Linked DNA regions of Sus scrofa: all the other regions are linked to region 3. The links are chromatin contacts, called in public HiChIP or PLAC-seq maps. All regions are on one chromosome and are shown on one strand. Each heading gives the region's core, a stretch centred on a gene start, on an enhancer-like site or on the middle of the called end of the contact. The rest is flanking DNA. Distances are from core to core; before and after follow the strand shown.

Region 1 (2,700 bases), core at 174-2,673, 190 kb before region 3:
TGGGCGACAGCTCATCCTTTGTGCTTTTGGTGGGACTATAAGCTCAAGGAGTCAGGGTGTGTGTGTGTGTGTGTGGTGTGTGTGTGTGTGTGTGTCTCAGTCTCTGAGAAGAAAGGAAGAAAACGTTGGTGGGCACCACTCAAGTTATGACTGATGCAGGTTCCCTGGCGGAACTGTTGGGGGGCAGGGAGAGGTGATAGGACCTCAGAGGAGCAGGCTGGAGCTTTGGCTCTGGGGAACCCAAGCTAGCGAAGCTTCCAGTGCCTCAAGCTTAGAAAGCCCCAAAGTAGCCAGACCTCAAGGAACCAGCAGGGCTAAACAAAAGATATCTTGGCAGTAACCAGTATAAAGATCATCTGAAAATATTTAACTCAACTGATTCAATATGGGAGAGACCTGCTCCATCCCCCTGAAGCCCTGGCCCTCAGACATCTGAGGCTACCAACTCCCAACATTAAGCAGGGCCAGGAATCTCTTGTAACTTCATCAGGCAAACGTGTTCCTCTCAGACTCTCCTGCCATGTTTCTATCAAATAGAAGCCAAGGCAGCTTCCTTCTCTGGGTCTGGAGACCCTGAGGAAGAGGAGAATTGCAATTCATGATGAGTAAAAGGGGGAAGAAAAATGCTTCTCTGAAGTTCAGGGTGTGACTCTGTCTAGAAAAGTTGATAACTCATCCCTGTTGCCTAGCAACCCTACTTCTGGCTCCATATTATAGGATAGCTTCCACATTTGTGTACCCAGAGACTTGCACAAATGTTTAGTGCAGCATTGTTTTAATACACAAAAGAAAATACCCTAAATACCAGAATCTATGGACACCCTTGTAGCCTGCAGTTATTACAAGAGTGCAGGGGCACCCCTCTCCTTTCTATTTAAAACGAGAAATATCCTGCCATCTTGGTCTTAAACAGGAGCATTCCACTTTGCACCCCGGGTCCAGCCTGCCTTCCAAGATCACGCGCGAGCAACTTGAGCAACACTTGTCCACCCACCCCCACTCTCACTCCCCACCCCGCTGGATGTTGCCTCTTGCTCAACTGCACACAAACACCATCGAGCGGGGGAAGCCTCTGAGAACCACTCCTGAAGCCCAGCAACACTCCCAGAGCCCTCCAGAAAAGTTTTTTAAAATGCCATGTAATTGCCAGACTCATGGGGTTTGCATAGCGCCGCTGGGGCACAGATGGTTTGCAGAGGGCTCTGGTGCAAGACAGGGAATCTGAAAAAACAGAAGGAGCACTCCGGAGGGCTTCTCAGCTCTGCAGCCTCTTCTCTGCAAAGAAAAGCAAGTGGCTTTTGGAGCCTAGATTGTGGGTTTCTGGCGTCTGGTGTCTGCCCCAGGTGGGTGAGGTTGGTGCAGAGGCCAGAGCAGGCTTTCTGAAGGGAGGGACTGGTGCCACCCACTAGTGGGTGGAGCTGGGTCTGGGCCCTCTGGTAGGCAGGGCCGTTTCTAGGGGCGTGTCTAGAGGCAGCTGTGGGCTGGGAAAGTCTTTAGGCGGCCAGTCTGTTAGTGGGTGGGACTATGCTTGAGGCTTCCCAACACTGGCACCTATAGGCGGTTGAATGAGATGGTTGGGTGGCGCCAGGCCCTGAGGTCAACTAGCCAAGATGGCAGCTACCAGGCGTGTTCACCTGGTTGAATGCTCCCAAGCATTGCTGCCAGTGTCTATGTCGCCCAGGTAAGCCACAGCTGAACGACTCACCCCTCCTCTCCAGGAGACTCTCCAAGACCAGCAAGTAGGTCTGGCTCAGGCTCCTATCAAATACTGCTTTTGCCCTGGGTCCTGGCGTAGGTGAGAGGTTTTGTATGCAGCTTTTAAGACTGAAGTCTCGGAGTTCAGAGCCCTTGTGGTTCTGCAGGTTAAGGATGTAAGGATGCGGATTTGTTCCGTCCCTGACGTCCCTTGGTGCTTTAAGGATCTCACATTGCCCCAAGCTTCGGCATAGGGCACAGATGTGGCTCAGCTCTGGTGTTGCCGTGGCTGTGGTATGGGACTCAGCTGCAGCTCCGATTCGATCCCTAGCCCAGGAACTTCCATATGCTGAAGGTGTGGCCAAGAAAGAAGGAAGGAGAGAAAGAAAGAGTGAAGTCTCTATTCTGTCCAGTCCTTTAGGGCTCCTGAAATTAAGCCCTGCTGGCTTTCAAAGCTAAATGCTCTGGGGACTCCTCTTCCTGGTTCAGGACGCCCAGGCTAGGGAGCCTTAGTTGGGGCTCAGAACTCTCACTCCTGTGGGAGAACCTCTGCAATATAATTATTTTCCAGTGTGTGGGTTGCCCACGAGTATAGGGTTTGATTATATCTCGAGTCCACCTCTCCTGTCTAGTTGTGCTTCCTTCCTATGTCTTTAGTTGTAAAAGATCATTTCTGATAGGTTTTAGTCTTTTTCATCAGTGCAAATAGTTGTGATTTTAGTGAGCTCCTGAGAGGAAATGAGCTCAGGATTTTTCTACTCTGCCATCTTGGCTAGTCTCCCCTCAACCTCTCAAATCTGACCTACACTTTGGTACCTCAACCTTAGATATGAGTGTCAGACCTCAAAAATAGTCATGGGCCTTGAACCAAACCCTGAACTTGAACATTGGAAGTAAACTTTAGACCTTGCACCTGAATCTTAAACCTGGACTTGAAGCCAGAACTCAGACCTAGACCTTGACCTGATTTTTGGACTGTAATCAGATGTAAACCTGGTCATAGGC
Region 2 (2,700 bases), core at 60-2,559, 220 kb after region 3:
CTGGTGGTTGGAGGGTGGATGGGACACAGACTTGCCGGATCCCACCCAATCCCCTCCAAGTCCTCTGGGGACACAGATCCCAGAGATGACGGATCCAGCCCAGAGCCTTGCCTGCAGTGGTGGGTACGTCACCTTTTGCCACCAGAGCTGTGCTGGCTCCCAGTTCCCTCATCATCCAGAGCAAGTCAGACCTGTCCCTTTGCCACCCACTATCCCATGTTTCCTACTTAAGGGCAGAAAACCTAGACAAGGACCTCTGAGATGTAATTTTACCTTAAACATCACTAAACCCATTTCATCACAGTTGCTACCTCATGTGACGGTGAGATTTTTCTGAAAAATACAGAGTTCCCATCGTGGCTCAGTGGTTAACGAACCCAACTAGTATCCATGAGGATTCAGGTTCAATCCCTGACCTTGCTCAGTGGATTAAGGATCCGGCGTTGCTGTGACTGTGGTGTAGGCTGGTGGCTACACCTCTGATTCAAACCCTAGCCTGGGAACCTCCATGTGCCATGGGTGCAGCCCTCAAAGAACAAAAGATAAATAAATAAATAAAATAAAAATAATTCCCTGAATTTCCTGAAAAACTCATTCCATCAGGATATGTCACCTTGTCAGTGTCATCAAATACTTGTTACTGAATACCTTTTTTTTTCATAATAATCTTCATTATGTTTCTCTGTTCAAGTATGTAGCCAGCAAAAGGTGTCACAACAGGAAAAGGAAATCAGCCCACAATCCCACCCTTTTGGGGTTTAAGGTACCATTATATCAAATACCATGTGTTATATAAACACATTTTAAAGGGTGCATTGTTTCCCCCTCTCAATTGCCCTTCTGTACCCCTAAAACTTTCAGGGTGCCAAATACAGACACAGTACCTTCAAAACCATGATGATAAAGATCATATTTTTTAAGTCTTAGAAAGGCTTACTTTTGGTTTCCTATGAAGCTAGAGGATTGTTCCTATTGCCCAATAATTGATAAAAATCTCAAGAACCTTGAAAAAAAAAATAACTTCACAGCAAAGGAGAGAGGTTGAGAAGGACACAGTGAGCCCGTATGCGTGGCTCCCAGGCACTGACTGTGGAGTCTGGGCATCACGGCACTTTGCAGGTTTGGAGCTGGGCTCATGCTTTAGTAAACAGACTTAGAAGCTACTGGCTCTCCTGTACCATCCTTTCCAGCTAAAGGGAGAGGTCCACGATGCTGGGGGAGTCAGAGAACCGGGTCAGGGTGGGGGAGGCATGAGGGTGAGTCCATTAACTATGGCTCACAGAGACGTCCCCGACCACATGGCCCATGACACACAAAGTCACATCTGCCCTTGAGGCTGCAAAGATGTGCGTGTCACATGACGATGACACCCTAGACAGCCATCAGCCTGTCAGCTTTCCCCTTCAGTGTGTGAAGGTGTTAGGGGTGCAGGGAGGGCCTGAGTCCAGGCAATGGGCCACCTTCCTCTTCATCTTCTCCTCCTTCTTGGTGAGGTGGGAGAGGGGTTGGGTGGCCCAGGCCTCTGACCGGCCCCTGGACCCTGAAGACCGCATTCTCGAGTGAGTCCCTCTCTAGCCTGCGGTGCAGGAACCCTCTTCCTGGGCGTATTCACCCTGGGCCACACCACACCCTTTCCTCTGCCTTCCGTCCGTGGTGCTCTGGGAACCCAAAACTGCACCTGAGTCAGGTAAATACCCCTTCTCCCACCTTTGCAGGGGGGCTTCCGGATGTGGGAGTCAAAGTGACCCCAGAATATGTTTCTGAGCAGCCCAGAATCTGCAGGGCTTCTCTGAGCATGGCCCTCGGCCAGGGCACACCAAGGGGGGTGGGGCGGGAGCTCTACGAACAGACCAGGATACCAATAACTCCAACTCCATCCACCCCACAGCGAGGCTCGTCTGCAGGGGGAAAATGACCATCTGCTTTATTCTTTCTGTACTTGGGTTCATAAATGATACATATTGTATCATAATGGTGGCACCAGGAGCCTCACTGTTTATACACAAAAAAGCTTAAGTCCTCTTCCTGGACGGCGAAGGGGGAGGGTGCCTTCTGGGATCAGCTCCCCACCCTGCTGAGGTCAGAAACCCCCCACCTTCTTGTCAAACTTTCCCTGTTGCCGTCTATCAGCGCCATGCCTCACATTCCCACCCCTAAACCAGCAAGTTCTCATCGTCCTAAACTCGGCTATGGGAGCCTAGACGAAGTCAAGGGTGTTCCCGGCCCCCTCCCCCTTCGGCCAAATGTCATGATGACAGACAACAGATCAGAGCTGTTCTCCTTCGTTTAGGTCAGACACCTGGTCTGGTCATCCGCTCAGGCAGGAAAAACGAGGTATCATGGTGATTGTATCAGACCTCTAACTGCCATGAAAAATGTTATCCAAACCATATCTCCTAACCAGACCTGAATTTCTGCTCAAAGAATGAAAATCCACACAGCCCGAGGGCTGACGGCAGGTTCTGGTGACCCCGTGGGATGCCTTCTAGTGGCACTGACCATGACTCAGCCACGGGAACCTTAGGGGAATTCACCGGGGCAAGCAGGGTCCCTGGCTGCCCTCTGTGGGGGGTGTGGATGGAGAAGCTGGTGGGGGGGCGGGGGGGGGCTGCACTTGCCTTTATGGTGGTTCCAGGACCCAGGTCGTGCAGCAGGGACATCTCGGGGGGGCTCCTGGGCAGACCGTCGTCCTCAGAGCTC
Region 3 (2,700 bases), core at 182-2,681:
TGAAGCAGCAGGAAGGAAACAGCCGGGGACAGGGCACCTCAGTCTCCTCAGCTGAATGACCAAGTTGTACAGATAATCTCTTACATTCATATCTGCTCTGAAGTTTTACCAGACACCGGGAGGCCAGTCTGGCCAACCGCCCCAATCAGGGAACCAAACGTAAAGCAGAAATCAGTAGAAACACCTGATATAACCTCTGGGGGTAGTTATTTTTTTCTTTGAAATAAGGGCAACCTTTTTCTTCTTCTTTTTTTTTTTAAGGGCCCCACGAGTGGCACACTTAAGTTCCCAGGGTAGGAGTCGAATCAAGAGCCACACAGGATCCGAGGCGAGTCCGGGACCAACACCACAGCTCAGAGCAACGCCGGATACCTAACCCAATGAGCAAGGCCAGGGATGGAACCCGAGCCTCAAGGATACTTGTCGGGTTTGTTACCCGCTGAGCCACAATGGGAACTCCGAGGGCAACTTTCTGAAATCATATCTCCAAATGCAAAAATAATTACTGACTACCCTCTCACCAGGCTGTTTTAATTGGAAAATGTTTTTGTGCTTTAATTGGTTTTCAGGCCAGAACCCAGCTCCCCCGTCAGCTCTGAAACCCACTGCATTCAAATTGGCTCCTGAGAAGAGCTGTGGCTGTAGTGACGGAAAAACCTGAGAATAACCTTCCATTACCGCACAAAACCAGCAGTAGGGGGAGCTCTAAGATACAAAGTGGAGAAAAGGCGCTTACAACTTACCCAGGAGTGCACGGAACTCCAGCTCAACAACAAATTCTAACCAACACAAGGCAAAACATAGTATCTTTTCAGCCACAACTGAACAGAGAAAAACGAAGCTACTAGCCAACACAGTGTGCCAAGCTCTAACTTACTGATTCTTATCAGTTGAATAGGAAACCTGTCTATTCTCCTTCATGCCTCCAAAACCTAGCAGAGTGGCAGCATTCAATGCCTATTTTCGCAACTGAAACGGTTTCCCTTTTACAAAAACCAATAGGGAGGTATCTTTATCTCCAATTTCACACCGTTGGAAAGTGAGGCTTAGACAGCGGATTTGCCCAAATTCATTAAGTTGTTGCGGCGCTCAATACCCAGGTCGGAGAACTCAGAGGCACGTCTTTTAACCGCCAGCGGCCTGAGCGGGGCCCTTCGCCGGCCCCGCCTCCCGCTTCGGGCTTCGGTCACCCCGAGCCCCCGGCCGCGCTACCTGGAGCACGCAGTCCGACTGCAACAGACACGCGCCCAGGTCCTCCTTCACGCCCGCGCACGCGCCGCCCTCCGGCTTGTCCTCGTAATACCGAGGCATGACCGCGCCTCCCGCCCGCCGCGGCCGGGACACACACGAGTCTGCAACCGAGCCCGACACGGTAAGACGCCAGCGACCCCGCACAGGGCGGAACCGGAAGCCGGCAGCAACCACTTCCGGCGAGCGCGCTTTGGAGGGCGAGACCCAGAGGCCGCGCTTGCGCACGCGCGGCGAAACTGGGTCACGTGACGTGGTGCGCCTCCAGCGTCGCCGACGTTGCTGAAAGGGAAGTTGGTCCAGCGGCTGCTGAGCTCGGCTGCTGCGCGGATGTGCTGGGTCAGTTTGGAGCGGGTGGAGGTCGCCGCGGGGCTCTAGGTGAGACCTGCCGATCGTCGGTTCCGCGCACGTCTTGGGCTCGCCCCGGGCCTTTTCCTCTGCCGTCTCACTGCCCTGGGTCACCTGGCCCTAGAGTGACCGCGCCCAGGTCCGGCTGCTCGGCCTGTGGTAGGACTGCCAGGCAAAATCAAGGAGGCCAGTTACAGTTGAATTTCAGATAATTCAGTAATGTTTTGCTATGCGTATGTGCCACGTAGTGTTTGGGACCTGCTTATACTAAAAATTACTCCTGTATTTGAAATCCAGATGTAACTGGGCGCCCAGTGTTTTTATGCTTAATCTGGCCGTTCTATCCGCGGCCCGGGTCAGCGGGAAGCAGCTGGGCCTGGAAGGCGCTGCTGGCGTCCCGGTGGCCTGGGGCGTGAAACTGGGCACTGAGCTGCTGGCACGGAGCGTGGGGGCTGGACTCCCACGCTGTCATTCCCCACCTAAACCACTTACTTTGGAGTTTTGGTTTGTTTTGACATCACATTCTAGGGAATGAATTACGTGCTGGTTATACACTGATGGACCTGTCTGATAGGGCATTTATTTTACCTCGTCCATAACATGGTTTCTGTTTGGCTTAAGCAAAGGCTTTCCCCTAAAAGCCTTAGTTGGTTAAGAGCAAAAATTGAAGGGTGGAATTTTGAGCCAGAGTACGTGAGTTGGAAGTTTGTTTCCAACACTAGCTCTGCTCTTAAGAGGGTCACTTCATCCTCCAGCGCCTCCGTTGTCGCTCTCAGCAGTAGCTCGCTGGGACCGTGGTTGAGGATCTAGGGAAGCGAAGTGTGGGGAATGGATGGACCGTGTAACAGTTCAGAAGGGCGTGGGGCAGCCCTTGCCTGAAGTGTAATCAGTTCTCCAGCCCCCAAACCGGCCTCAAAACCACCTGCATCCCCTTTTAAGCCCTCTTCTTAAGGATCCGAGCCCAAATGTAAAGTGATCTCCCACCTAAATAATTCAGAAGAGGGGTGCTAGCCAGCCATTCCTTCGGATAACTTGTAAAAGAGTTTTTTCTCTTCCATCTAGGAAGATGTTACCAAGTACTTCAGTGAATTCCCTATCCCAGGG
Region 4 (2,700 bases), core at 192-2,691, 130 kb after region 3:
CATTGCCATGAGCTGTGGTGTAGGTCGCAGACACTGTTAGGATCATGAGTTGCTATGGCTGTGGTGTAGACTGGCAGCTGCAGCTACAATTTGACCCCTGGCCTGGGATATTCCATATGCCATGGGTGTGGCCCTAAACAACAACAATAACAACAACAAAATGAAATAAAGAAATATTGAGGAGTGGGACTCTGAAATTTCTACTAGGATGTGGCACCATGGGCTTATAATGAAAAAGTATAAGAACTACTCCTAGTTAATGGAAAAATAAATTGGAATTGTACTGGAAAAGTGCCCAAAAGAACTTGCCTCAAATGAGAACTGAGTCTTTATTAGAAAAATCAGATAAGAGTTTTTTTTTTTTTAAGTTGCTTTCAATCATCTAATGGTCCTTATAATTTACTGTTCCAATTGCCCTCCTATAAAGGGGCATTCCATTTTACAGTCAAATATTATTGTAATTGTGAAAGTTCCTCCTCCCCAGCAACCTGAAATAACTGTTCTTCTCAAGTGAAAGCTTCAAACTTGCCATGAATGATGTGCCAATTTCTTCTTCTTCCTAGCACTAAGGGAAAAGTCATCATCTTGGCCTCTGCAGAGAAGAACAAATATTTAGGAAGCTTCTTCCTCATGAACTTCAGCCTTTGCTATAGTTGCCATCTGACAACATATAATATTTATTTCCTGTTCATCAAATGTTTGCTGAGGGCTTATGGTATTCTGGAACACACAATTGAACTCAGGTCTTCAGTTTGTTTTGGGTGAGAGGTAAGGGCGGGAATAGAGCAAGAAATGAGGTTGCCAAGAAGGATTGGGGTTTGGAGTCAGTGTTTTTTGCAGGGGAGGATGTTGGGGGATTTGGTGCTGGCGTAGGAGTTTGGATTTGACTCAGTAGATGATATGAAGTCATTGGAAGTTCTGGAGAGTGACTGGTTAGAGGGTAGGGTCAGGAGGTCCTCCTGGTGGTAGGCAGCACAGTGGGTGGCAGCAGGTTGTGGGTGTGTGGGTGTGTGTATTCCAGGCAAGAGTTAATCCATCCTAATGGAGAGCTGCTATAGGGCCAGCTGAGAAGAGGGCAAAAGTGGCCTTGAGATTGTGAGGCCAGTGATGGGGCCAAAGGCAGCTTTCCAAACCAAGGCAGAGATCACAGGGAAGGAGAAGGTCAGATGGCAGGTGACGTCCACGTTGGCCCTCCTGAGTCAGAGCTGTTAAGAGATGCAGGCGTGTCGCCCTTTGGCAGGAGCCAGGCATGAACATGAGAATTTAACAGAAAGAGTAGGTGATGCCAGCAAGATGGGGACAGATGAGGGCTGAGAAGGAACCATTGGGTTTATCAACGAGTTCACTGGCCACCTTCACAAGGGACATTTCAGAGTAGGTCAGCAAAGGCTCCATGGCCATTTGCCAGGATGAGTGGGTGGCAAGGAAGTGAAGGCAGCTTGGGCTTGCTTTGTAGGAATAGAGTGGAGTCATTTTGCTTTGTTTCTAAGATCAGACACATTTGAAGAGCAAGAGAAAGGGGATCTAATGATAAATGGTCATCGCCCCCATCACAAGCTCCATTCTACTGAGAGTCTCCTTTTGGACTTGACAGCTTAGTATTCTGAGCCATTCCTATGCCTCTGCTATTTTTCTATAATTGCAAATAAGAATGAAATAAGAGTAAATAGAGCTAGCATTCCCAGAACATTCTCACTCTTCCAAGCATCACATGAAGAAATGTACACATATTAATTAATTTAATCTTCACAATGACACTAAAAGTTTGGGACTCTCATTTTGCCTGTTTACACAGCAGGAAACCAAGGCAAGAGACATTCAATAACTTGCCTAAATTCCCAAAACTAGAAAGTGGCTAGGCTAGAACATGGCCCAGGAGACCTGCAGGTGTCTGTACCCTTGACCGTGATGCTGACCTCCCCCAACCACGGCAATGGTCTTACAGAGTCTTAGGGATTTTGCAGAAACCAAATATAATTGTAGAAAGCTTTCAAACATTCCTTTTATGTTTAGACTGGCTCATGTTAGAGTGACATGGGCTAAGTTCAACATCACTTGCTCCAGGGCAAAGAGTTATGGAGGTGAGCTGGGAAATCTGCCAACATCACAAGCCCAGAAGTGGGGACCCCTGAAGCTAGGAGGAATCCTAAAGCCCCTCTGGCCAGGTACTTCCTTGCACATAAAAGAATGATCATTCAGAGCAGTAGAGCATCTTGGCCAAGATCATATACCTGGCGAAGGGCCACCTAAGACTGAAACTCAATATTCTGAGTCTTTCCACTGCACCCAAGGGGGCTAGAGTGAGGGGGACAGAGGAGGGGTGTATCCTGAGAGAGGAGGAAGCAGCGGGGCAAGGCTGTACACAGGAACCCAGCTCAAGGTGAGGGTGAGTGGTGCTGACCTGTCCACAGGCTGCAGCCCGCTTCCGGCCTTTTCCTGGGTCTGCATATTCCTTCCAGTCATTGGGCCTGACTCATTCTCTTTCTTTTTCCCCTACCCCCGCCCCCTACCTCCAGGTCACACACTCTCTGCGCCCAGACCAAAGCATAAGTGAGGCCTGGTACATGAATGCTTAAAGGATGTTTTATTACTTATTTTTATTTTTTAATTTATTTGAGTATAGTTGGTTTACAATGTTGTGCCACTAAAGAATGTTTTTAAAATAATTGATGAAAAGATACATGTGCCCCAATGTTCATA

The links. HiChIP or PLAC-seq counts read pairs in DNA pulled down with a chosen protein or histone mark.
Region 1: a contact with region 3 is called in an H3K27ac HiChIP or PLAC-seq map of alveolar macrophages, with 8 times the contacts expected there. The contact joins the enhancer-like site here to the promoter of LOC100524554 in region 3. A contact is called at or near these places in 3 of 5 promoter capture datasets (fetal liver, fetal skeletal muscle and liver), 24 of 47 Hi-C or Micro-C datasets (blood, brain, embryonic fibroblasts and 13 more) and 2 of 2 datasets of contacts at active chromatin or transcription factors (alveolar macrophages and skeletal muscle).
Region 2: an H3K27ac HiChIP or PLAC-seq map of alveolar macrophages shows a contact between it and region 3. The contact joins the enhancer-like site here to the promoter of LOC100524554 in region 3. A contact is called at or near these places in 4 of 5 promoter capture datasets (fetal liver, fetal skeletal muscle and liver), 29 of 47 Hi-C or Micro-C datasets (adipose tissue, alveolar macrophages, blood and 15 more) and 2 of 2 datasets of contacts at active chromatin or transcription factors (alveolar macrophages and skeletal muscle).
Region 4: a contact with region 3 is called in an H3K27ac HiChIP or PLAC-seq map of alveolar macrophages. The contact joins the enhancer-like site here to the promoter of LOC100524554 in region 3. A contact is called at or near these places in 17 of 47 Hi-C or Micro-C datasets (alveolar macrophages, blood, embryonic fibroblasts and 9 more) and 2 of 2 datasets of contacts at active chromatin or transcription factors (alveolar macrophages and skeletal muscle).

Annotation. Positions count from the first base shown.
Region 1 is chr3:55,868,229-55,870,928 of Sscrofa11.1, reverse strand. No RefSeq gene overlaps it. Among named protein-coding and RNA genes, the nearest start is that of CNGA3, 67 kb to the left of the region's middle. Within about 2 kb of position 1,423, at least 7 of the 83 cell types and tissues checked have an H3K27ac peak or open chromatin away from gene starts, as enhancers often do. A contact at or near this core is called in alveolar macrophages, fetal liver and liver, where this site is marked.
Region 2 is chr3:55,455,725-55,458,424 of Sscrofa11.1, reverse strand. KIAA1211L reads right to left here. Exons shown (of 12, transcript XM_021087220.1): 7 at 2,619-2,700. Among named protein-coding and RNA genes, the nearest start is that of KIAA1211L, 110 kb to the right of the region's middle. Within about 2 kb of position 1,309, at least 6 of the 83 cell types and tissues checked have an H3K27ac peak or open chromatin away from gene starts, as enhancers often do. A contact at or near this core is called in alveolar macrophages, where this site is marked.
Region 3 is chr3:55,675,773-55,678,472 of Sscrofa11.1, reverse strand. LOC100524554 (cytochrome c oxidase assembly factor 5) reads right to left here and starts at 1,431. Exons shown (of 3, transcript XM_005655200.3): 1 at 1,213-1,431. The coding sequence starts at 1,311. UNC50 (protein unc-50 homolog) reads left to right here and starts at 1,478. Exons shown (of 7, transcript XM_013987864.2): 1 at 1,478-1,626; 2 at 2,659-2,700. The coding sequence starts at 2,663.
Region 4 is chr3:55,547,447-55,550,146 of Sscrofa11.1, reverse strand. All of the region lies in intron 2 of LOC110259978 (a long non-coding RNA gene), which reads right to left. Among named protein-coding and RNA genes, the nearest start is that of MGAT4A, 16 kb to the left of the region's middle. Within about 2 kb of position 1,441, at least 2 of the 83 cell types and tissues checked have an H3K27ac peak or open chromatin away from gene starts, as enhancers often do. A contact at or near this core is called in alveolar macrophages, where this site is marked.